Linked DNA regions of Ovis aries: region 1 is linked to region 2. Evidence: chromatin contacts called from public Hi-C data. All regions are on one chromosome and are shown on one strand. The core of a region is the stretch at or near the end of the contact, and the rest is flanking DNA. Distances in the headings are between cores, read along the strand shown.

Region 1 (4,991 bases), core at 898-3,397, 240 kb before region 2:
TTTTCCAGGCAAGAGTACTGAAGTGGGGTGCCATTGCCTTCTCCAGGTAAACGTTTAACCATTGACTTTATAGAGGGGAGCCCTGATTTGTTGTCTTTGGTAATTTCAATGGAGGAAATACTCTTACCTTGGCCAGTTTCAGACTACCAATGTCATTAAACACGGATTTGGAAAGCACAGTCTGTTTTCATGAGCCAGTAATAATTGGTTCCAGCACACTACTGTTGTTGTTCAGTTGCTTAGTCATGTCAGACTCTTTGCAACCCCATGGACTGCAGCGGGCCAGGCTTCCATGTCCTTCACTATCTCCCAGAGTTTGCTCAAACTCATGTCCATTGAGTCAGTGATGCTATCCAACCGTCTCATCCTCTGTTGGCCCTGCCCCTTCTCCTCCTGCCTTCAGTCTTTCCCAGCATCAGGGTCTTTTCCAATGAGTCCACTCTTTGCATCAGGTGGCCAAAGTATTGGAGCTTCAGCATCAGTCCTTCCAATGAATATTCAGGGTTGATTTCCTTTAGGATTGACTGGTCTGATCTTGCTGTCCAAGGGACAACTCTCAGGAGTCTTCTCCAGCACCAGAGTTCAAAAGCATCAATTCTTCATCTCTCAGCCTTCTGTATGGTTCGGCACACTACTGATGGGTGAGAAAAACCTCTGAGGAAGTGACATGTTCCCAGGTGGCTCAGTGGTAAAGGATCCAGCTGCCAGTGCAACTGGATGCAGTTTCAATCCCTGTGTCGGGAAGATCTCCTGGAAGAGGAAGTGGCAACTCACTCTGATATTCTTGCCTGGGAAATCCCACGGACAGAGGAGCCTGGTGGGCTACCGTCCATGGGGTTGCAAAAGAGGCAGACATGGAAAGAAAATATCAGACACAACTTAGCAACTAAACAACAACAACAATTTAGAGAGGTGAAAAAGAATAGTCTATTGCTGGGGATGAAAAGTCCAGATTCAGACGAGATAAGATGAAATGAAAAAGAACTAATAGGTTTTTATCAGACAGATCCATGAAAATTGAAGAATAATTTAAAGCACTAGTGAGAGAGAGTTTGACCAGCAGGGAGAAGTAGAGAATACTCGAGTTTTGTAATACAACTTGAAGACATAATGAGTGGTGAGATAAAGGATAAAAGAGAATTGAATAGCTGGGTTTGAGAGGGACAAACATTGGCACAGAGTATGACAAGGATAACTGAAGTGACAGAAGATTCCTTTTCATAACCGGTACACTATGTTTAAAGACGGACTGTTTACTGACCTGCTGTTAGAAAAGCAGGTATTTTGAATATTTTTTCCAAAGCAAAGATAAATTTGGTTTTGTGTAGCCGTGTTCTCCATATTTCAGCTTTGTGGTTGCCAAGGCTACACATTCACAGTCTGTTCATTAGTGTGTTAGGAGTACTGCCTCCGGAGTGTGTTAAAAGATCCACATCTCATCAAGAGAATGACACCGGACATTTGTAGTCTCAATCTCTATCTTCCTGAGCTGGCCTGTCAGAGAATTCATACACAGGTTCCCAGAAGGAAGACCATTCAAGATGAAGCTCCAGAACGTATCTAGGTGAACGGTGTATGGGCTTGGAGACTGGGAGAGGGAGTGTGCAGAGCTGATTCTATAGTATAATTAATTTTAATTTTCACTCTATTCCACCAGGGGGCAGACTGACTCAACAAATAGCCACCAACTCCAGCCATGCCGCTTTTTTCAAAAAGAGTTGGGATTCTAAAACTAAGGGCTTGGAAAAGTAACGCCAGAATTCTAGAAACTGCCCCAAAAGGATTCTATTTTTCTTGAGTATCCCTTTCAAAAATCAGTCTCCAATTTTTGCCAGTTCCTGTGTTATCCTGTGCTTCACCCTTATTCCCCCAAACTTTCGTTTTCCCCGAATTCCTCTAAAATTCCTCTTCCCTTGGTCATTCTGATTAAACTTCCACTTCACCCCAGCCTCTCTGGCTTCTGACTGGAAGAGCGAAGTCAAAAGAGGGGCATGATATTGAGCAAAATCTGTTCCAAATGGCTAGGGAGACAGGCCAGCATTGGCTGGGAAGGGAAAGCCAGAGAGCTGGAGGCTGGGCTGTCCGAGGAGGCCAGCTGAAAAGGATGGGCGGGCACGGGGTGGGGCCCGGAGGAGTGCCGCCTCTCCTCTTTCCCAGAGCCTGGGCGGAGAGGGAGGAAAACTTCCTGGCTGGGGCTCCGGGGCCCGCTCCCTTTGCCAACCCTCCAGTCCCGCCTACCAGTGCCCTTCGCTTCCCCACCCCTCTCCCGGCACCCCCAGTGTCCGCCATGGCCAAAGCCTACGACCACCTCTTCAAGTTGCTGCTGATCGGGGACTCAGGGGTGGGCAAGACTTGTCTGATCATTCGCTTTGCAGAGGACAACTTCAACAACACTTATATCTCCACCATCGGTGAGCCCGCTGGCCATAGCCTAGACCCCCAGCTACCCCATGCCCTCATTCCTAGGCTGTTGGATTACTAGTGGCCCGCTTTAGAGTCCGGCTTCTGGACTCCAGTCCCTCAGCCTCTCTCTCTCAGACCCATCCCCCTTATATGTCTCAGGATGGTACCCAAACCTCTGACCTCTCTGAGCCCTCCAGATCACTCCTCAGTTGTGCCTGCGCCAACCTCTATTTTCTTGGTGCCACCTGTCTCCCTTGTCTCCACAAATTCACATGAACCCGAGTCCGTTTCCCTCTCAGCTCCTCTTCCCCCACCCTCATCCACCTAGAACTCTTGCTCCATTCTCCGCATTTCCTGTGTCCCCCTTTCCCTGACCATCTGTCTCCCAATTTTGCCAGCCTCTTTCTGTCCCAACTGAGTTACACACTCTCCCACTGCATTCCCAGCTTACCATCTACTTTCCCGTCTCTCTGCCCCTCAACTTATTAGGGGGTTGGGGAGGGTGGCACAGAGGGGCTGGGTGTGCCCGAGAGCAGCCCAAGGACTGGGATCATGAATATGCAGTCAGCCTGGTAAGGAAGGTGGGACTGAGGGGACTTTTGGGGTCTCTGAGTCAGCCTGGTGACTCAGCCTGCTCCCTGGGGCTCCTCACTGGCTCAGGGGAGGTACACAAGTTTCCACTAAGAACATTGTCTCCCCTCCTCCCCCTCATTGTTCTTAACCTCCTCTGGCCTGGGTAGTAAGACCAGGAGCGTCTCAAGACAATTCTGGTTAGAAAGTGGAGGGGGAAATATCCCTCTCTCATATCTCAGTCTCAGGGGAATCTTGTTTAGACTCAAGTTTTCTTGTTTCCGAGCCTGGCATACTATTAATCCACATGGACTGGTATCAGCTTCCTTTTTCCTTGCTCTTCACCCTATAGGGTCAGGAGGCTATGTGGGAGAATGGAGAGCAGAGGGTTCTAAGACAACAGAAGGGAGAAGGAATTAGAAAGTAGTATTTTGGGGGAGACACATTGAATTGAGAGAGTTGTCAGCTGGCATGGCTGAGTGGACCCAAGAAGTGCCTTAAAGGCCTTTAGCCTCCTTGCAGAGTTTTCAACATCTTCTTTCCCACAAAGTCTATAAGATCTAAGTAAAAACAATACGTTTGCTGTACAAGTACCGCTTTGAGAAAATCCCCGTAGTTTTATACTTCCTGCAAGACTGCTTCCCAAGTGCCTTCCCTGCAGAATCTCTGCACTGCCCCATTCCCGTCCCTCTCGCCACACACTGGCACGTGCACATACATACGTGTCTGGACTTCAGTGTTCCCTCTCCACCCCTAGGAATTGATTTCAAGATCCGCACGGTGGATATAGAGGGGAAAAAGATCAAACTGCAAGTCTGGTGAGTGAATCCCCCAGGACTTCAAAACCAGACTTACTCATTTATTTCCTATAATCTGTAGTTTCTCTTTAGTTTAATTTCTCTCGCTTTCCCATCGCTCCTTCCAGTACATTTTCTAATCCCTTTCTGTTACCTCATTCAGATGTCCTTTCATCTCGCTCCCTGCTCACTCAACTATTTTCAACTTTTTTGTAATTCTGTTGCCTGTCCTGGACCCAGAGACACCTCTGAACTTGGCAACTGTCTAGTTAGCTCAACTGTCTATTGAGCTATAATGTGGAAACAAGCTCTCAACAGTCAAATAGCAAGTAGCAAAATTAAGACTTGACTCTCTGTCCAGTGGAGAGCCCTTAAAGCCAAGAGTAGAGGTTTGACCTGACTACCCTGAGGAAGCTGGAGACCCTGACTCAAGGTGTCTAGGAGGCATTATGATGCAATAGACAAGAGGAGAATGTGGTTCAATCCTGTTCTGTTACAGAATGACCTTCATTAGTTATTTCTCCTCTCTAAATCTGTTTCCTCATTTGTAAAATAGAGCCAGGAAAACATGTCTCACAAGGATAGAGTGAAGATTAGGCAAAATAACATAAATAAAATGATAATATACACAGTGCTTGGCACAAAGTAAACAATAAAACAGATCTGTTTCTTCAGCCTTTACCTTCTCTCAGTATCAGCCCAACAGTCTCTTATCCCTTTTTCCCTTTATTGTTTTCCTGATTCTGTTTAACACTCCTTGTTGCAAAAGCTGAATTCTTAGGGGATGGGAGTGGAATTCTCTCTTTGGAGACCTCTTCCCTCTATCTCACCCCATGAAATATTCTACCCCTTCAGGGACACAGCTGGCCAAGAGCGATTCAAGACAATAACTACTGCCTATTATCGTGGAGCAATGGTATGAAGCATATTTCTGGACAAGGGATGATGTGATAGAGTGTGCGACTACAGAGGGATAGGAGGTTGGAGCAGAGAAAAATGGGGAGGGGCATAGTGTGGATTGCAGAGGGCCCCATATGGCCTAGTAATTAGTCTTGTGGATAGAATTTACAGGGTCACTTAGAGGGCAGTGGGAAGCCTGAAGAGGGGAATATGGTACAAGCCTCCATTGTGAACTCTGCCATTCCCCAGGGCATTATCCTAGTATATGACATCACAGATGAGAAATCCTTCGAGAATATTCAGAACTGGATGAAGAGCATC
Region 2 (4,977 bases), core at 981-3,480:
GCCTCAATGGCATTCTCTCATATTTTTAGCCTCCTAGTTCTGAAGTCCTCCGACCCTCTATGTACCTCTGGCCCCAGCCCCCTGCCCTTCTGTCACCTAACTCCCTACGAGAATCAATAATTTCTTTTCTGGAATCCTTTCAGACACTGAGGCACCCAGGACCCGGAAAAGATGTGCAGCAACCCAGAGCCCCACGGCTTGGGCTTCCAAGCTGGACCCTCACCCGAAAGGCCTGGTGGGCACTGACATCCTGCCCATCTCCTCTCTCCCAGGGCCTGCGGGGAGCAAGGCCGTGTGCACCTTGCAGGCTTTGCCCAAAGAGGTCCAGGTGGAAGAAAACATAGTCGTCCCCACTCAGGCCAGCTTCCAGGGCCAGAAGCATGAGGGCTCTGAAGGTATCCGGCGAGCTGCAGATGTAGATAACTGGGGAGAGAGAGAAGCCAGGGAAGCCAGGGTGTCAGGGAGTGGAGGAGAAACTGAAGCTGGCGGGCCCAGGGGAGGAAGTTCAGAGACCCTGCGGTGGAACTCTGGGCTCAGTCTAGGCTAAGCAGGAGAAAGCCGAGGGAGAAGGTGGTGGGAGGGGGAGGAGGAAGGAGGCCAGATAGGGAGAGCAGGAATGGTGGAGCTGAAGGTGGGGAAGGTGAGGTGTGGGGCAGGGAGAGCAGAGGAGGGCCAGCTGGAGGGGGGACGGGAAGAGGAGAGGGCATATGGGAGCTCCGGGAGGAGAAGCTGGAGCAGGGAAGGAGGCTGCTGGGAAAAGACGGAAAATGGGGAGAAAAAGAGGGCTAGGAATTAAGCCGGGGCCCCACTAAGTGTCAGGGTGGTAGGTGGAGGCCTTTTTTACCTCTGTTAACTCCGGAGGAATGGTGGGAAGGAGGCGAGGGAGTAGGGAGGTGAGAATACAGGCGAGGTTAGGAAGAAGAGAGGGGCCATGGAGAAAGACAGGGAAATAGAAACTCAGAGGTGGACAGGGCGGAGGAGGCCGAGGCAGGAATGAAGGGCCCAGAGGAGGAGACATTTGGTGCCGACAGGAGAGAGGTCAAGTCCCGGGGAAGGCCCGGAGGCAAAGCGGCCAGGCGGGTGTGCCCTGCCTCTCACCTCGGCCTTTACGCCGCACGGTGCGCAGCAGCATGGTGTAGTGGTCGCGGTCTCCCTCGGCGAATTCCAGGTGGTCCACCGTGATGTTGAGGCGGTCGCGAACCCGCATGTACAGCCCCTCCACCACGAAGAAGCAGGGCTGGTCGTCACCCGGCTGGTAGGCGTAGAGCACGAGCGCCTGGCGCTCCCAGCCCAGCCGTCGGTGCAGCGCCGCCACGAAGTCGCCCAGCTTGGCGTGGCTGGGTCCCGCGCGGGTGGTCAGCGCGTACTCTTCCTTGGCTCCGAAGCCCACGGCTGGGGCGCCGGCGGTCAGCAGCGGCACCCGCCAGTGCGCGGTGAAGCGGCCCACGGGGGCGGCGGCGTACACGCAGCCAGGGCCCAGGAACACCGCGGGGCTGTGCTCCCACTTGAGGTCCACGGCGGCCAGGGGCGCGGCGGTGTCGGAGCAGACGCCCAGCGCGCTCTCACTGCTGCCCAGCACCGTGCGGACTGTCCAGCCCGGCAGCAGGTCCGGCCGCGCCTTCACCCGGGCCAGGGCCAGCTCCACCGCCGGTCCCACGCGCGCCCAAGACCACGGGTACGAGGTGTTGGTCAGAGGCAGCACCACGGCCACCGTCAGGTTGCCAGCGTAGCTGCCCGGGAGCAGCAGCAACGGCGGCAGGAGCAGAAGCAGGCGCAGGCGGGCGCCGGAGGGGCGCCCCGGGCGCGGCATGGCCTCAGCGGGCACCGTGGTGGGCGAGCGCTCTCACCATGGCCTCAAGCGTCCACTCCGGCTGAGCGGCCGGTACTGGGCACCGGGAGCGCCCCTGTGGGAGGGAGGAGGGGCGGAGCGGGGGCGCTCACCCCGGAGCACGCTGCCCCCTCTAGCTGCGACAGTCCGCGCCGGGAGCGCCAGGGGCGCGCGACCTAGGGGTGTGCCCAGGGCTCTGCGGAGCAGGTGGGTGCGAGGAGAGCGCGGGGGCAGAGAGGACCCGAGTGTGAACCACAGGGTATGTGTGTGTGCGTGTTAGGAGAGAGAAAAAGAGAGCGCGAGCGAGCGCTCGGTGGAGAAGGATGGGAGAGAGGGCGCCAGGGAAGAAAAGGGGAGTGTGAGTGTTTGTATGTGTGCGTGAGCGCTTGGCCCAGGGAGTGTGCCAGAAGGGGCGTCCGGCCGGCCCAAGTCTCCGACAGTCCGGGGGGAACTGGGGAGGACCCAAGCCAAGCTCCGAACCCTCCCTCCCGGCCGCTTCCCCTCCCAGACTCCGAGACCGCAGAACCAAGCCTGGATCTTTAACTCCTTCCTCCCCGCCCCGAAGTCGTGGACTCTCCCGAGCCTCTCAACCCGCGCGGCTTCCTCTAGATCCTCTTCCCGCTTCTCGGCAGGCCAAAAGTGTTTCTCCTCCGAGAAGTGGTACTCGCAGAAGGGGCTCCCTCACGGGGATGCGAAGAACAGAGATGTATGGAAGTAACAGAGTGCCTCTTGCGCCCCACCTTGTCCCTCTCCTCCTACCTGGCTCCGTCTCGGGAAGAAAGAGAGGTGCAGGTTTGGGATCTTAGCCGGAAAAGGTGTGAGTGTTTGGTTGCTGTCAGGTTGTGGGGCAGGAGGGTGACAGTTTTTGGAAAAGAAATTAAAGTAGTTGAATCCAGGGTCCCGTGACCACTCTATCTAGGATGTCACCCACCCCCCGGCTTCCAGACTGAGCGGATTAGTGGAGGAAAAGGACCAGGTGGAAGGACGGAGTTAACTCTTTAGTTCCCAAAAGGCCGTAGGAACGGGAGGGAGAGCTGGTGGGTGGCCGCTGAAACGAAGAGATGTGACCTCAGGGCTGCTACGGGCGTGTGCGTTTTGTCTTAAAGAGGATTATTAAAGTGAGATTTGTCGGGACGGTGGCAGACAGTGTTGGAAATGACAAGCGGAGGCGTATACTGGGGAGTGTTTGGGGGGCCCTTGACGGCTGGGTCAGGGGCAGGACAGCTGTGGAGTCAGTCTGCTCTCTAGTGGCCAGAAGAAGTCACTGGCGGTATCGCGGGCCAACCTCTGAAAACTTCTGCCTCAGTTCAGTTCGGATCAGTCGCTCAGGACCAAAGCTCAGCAAACTTCTGCACTGTAGACTTTCAAAGGACCCACTGCATGTTAAGCACCAACTAGATGCTGAAGGCATAAATATGAAGATTCTCTGTGTGTATATTTGTCCTTGTTGTTGTTCAGTCACTAAGTCATGTCCAAATGTTTGCCACCCCAGGGACTGAAGCACACCAGACTCCTCTGTCCTTCACTATCTCCTGTCCATTGAGTCGGTGATGCTCTCTAACCATCTCATCTTCTGCCACCTCCTTCTCCTTTTGCTTTCAGTCTTTCCCAGCATCAGAGTCTTTTCCAGTGACTAGGCTCTTCACAGCAGGTGGCCAAAGTACTGGAGCTTCAGCTTCAGTCCTTCCAATGAATATTCAGGGTTGATTTCCTTTAGGATTGACTGGCTTGATCTTCTTGGTGTCCAGTGGACTCTCAAGAGTGTTCTCCAGCACCACGGTCTGAAAGCATCAATTCTTCAGCACTCAGCCTTCCTTACGCTCCAACTCTCACATCCATACATGACTATTGGAAAAACCATAACGTTGACTATATGGACCTTTGTTGGCAAAGTAATGTCTGTGCTTTTTAATGTGCTGTCTAGGTTTCATAGCTTTCCTTCCAAGGAGCAAGTGTCTTTTAAATCATGGCTGCAGTCATCGTCTGCAGTGATTTTGGAGCCCAAGAAAATAACATCTGTCCTGTTTCTACTTTTTCCCCTTCTATTTGCCATGATGTGATGGGACCAGATGCCATGATCTTAGTTTTAATCATGTTGAGTTTTAAGCTAACTTTTTCCACTCTTCTCTTTCACCCTCAGCAAGAGGTTCTTTAGCTCCTCTTCACTTCCTGCCATTAGAATGGTAGTATCTGCAAATCTGAGGTTATTGATATTTCTCCTGGCAATCTTGATTCCAACTTGTGATTCTTCCAGCCTGGCATTTCACATGCTGTACTCTGCATAAAAGTTAAATAATCAGAGTGACAATATGCAGCCTTGTTGTACTCCTTTTTCAATTTTGAACTGGTCTTCCCTGTCTGATTCCAACTGTTGCTTCTTAACCTGCATTTAAGTTTCTCAGGAGATAGGTGAGGTGGTCTGGTATTCCCATCTCTTGAAGAATTTTCCACAGTTTATTGTGATCCACACAGTAAAAGGTTTTAGTGTAGTCAATGAAGCCAAAGTAGATGTTTTTCTGGAATTCTGTTGCTTTCTCTATGATCCAATAAATGTTGGCAATTTGATCTTTGGTTCCTCTACCTTTTCTAAATTCAATGTGTACATCTGGAGTTCTCCGTTCACATACTGTGGAAGCCTAGCTTGAAGGATTTTGAGCATAACGTTGCTATCATGTTGCTGTTGCCCCTGCTAAGTCGCTTCAGTTGTGTCTGACTCTGTGCGACCCCATAGACGGCCGCCCACCAGGTTCCCCCATCCCTGGGATTCTCTAGGCAAGAATACTGGAGTGGGTTGCCATTTCCTTCTCCAGTGCAGGAAAGTGAAAAGTGAGAGTGAAGTCGCTCAGCTGTGTCCTACTCTTCACGACCCCATGGACTGCAGCCTACTAGGCTCCTCTGTTCATGGTATTTTCCAGGCAAGAATACTGAGCGCAATTGTATGGTAGTTTGAATATTCTTTGGCATTGGAATGAAAACTGATCTTTTCCAGTCCTGTGGCCACTGTTGAATTTTCCAAATTTGCTGACATCTTGAGTCCAACACTTTAACAGCATCATCTTTTAGGATTTGAAATAGCACAGCTGGAATTCCATCATCTCTACTAGCTTTGTCTGCAGTAATGCTTCCTAAGGCCCACTTGACTTGACACT

Evidence for each region. A called contact is a pair of places that touch in the nucleus more often than the background predicts.
Region 1: a Hi-C map of tail adipose tissue shows a contact between it and region 2, with 7 times the contacts expected there. The contact joins the promoter of RAB13 here to the promoter of NPR1 in region 2. A contact is called at or near these places in 9 of 16 Hi-C or Micro-C datasets (blood, hypothalamus, liver and 4 more).

What each region holds. Positions count from the first base shown.
Region 1 is chr1:104,364,620-104,369,610 of ARS-UI_Ramb_v3.0, reverse strand. RAB13 (RAB13, member RAS oncogene family) reads left to right here and starts at 2,147. Exons shown (of 6, transcript XM_060414562.1): 1 at 2,147-2,411; 2 at 3,731-3,791; 3 at 4,626-4,686; 4 at 4,920-4,991. The coding sequence starts at 2,288.
Region 2 is chr1:104,122,907-104,127,883 of ARS-UI_Ramb_v3.0, reverse strand. NPR1 (natriuretic peptide receptor 1) reads right to left here and starts at 2,230. Exons shown (of 22, transcript XM_027975457.3): 1 at 1,099-2,230; 2 at 224-423. The coding sequence starts at 1,810.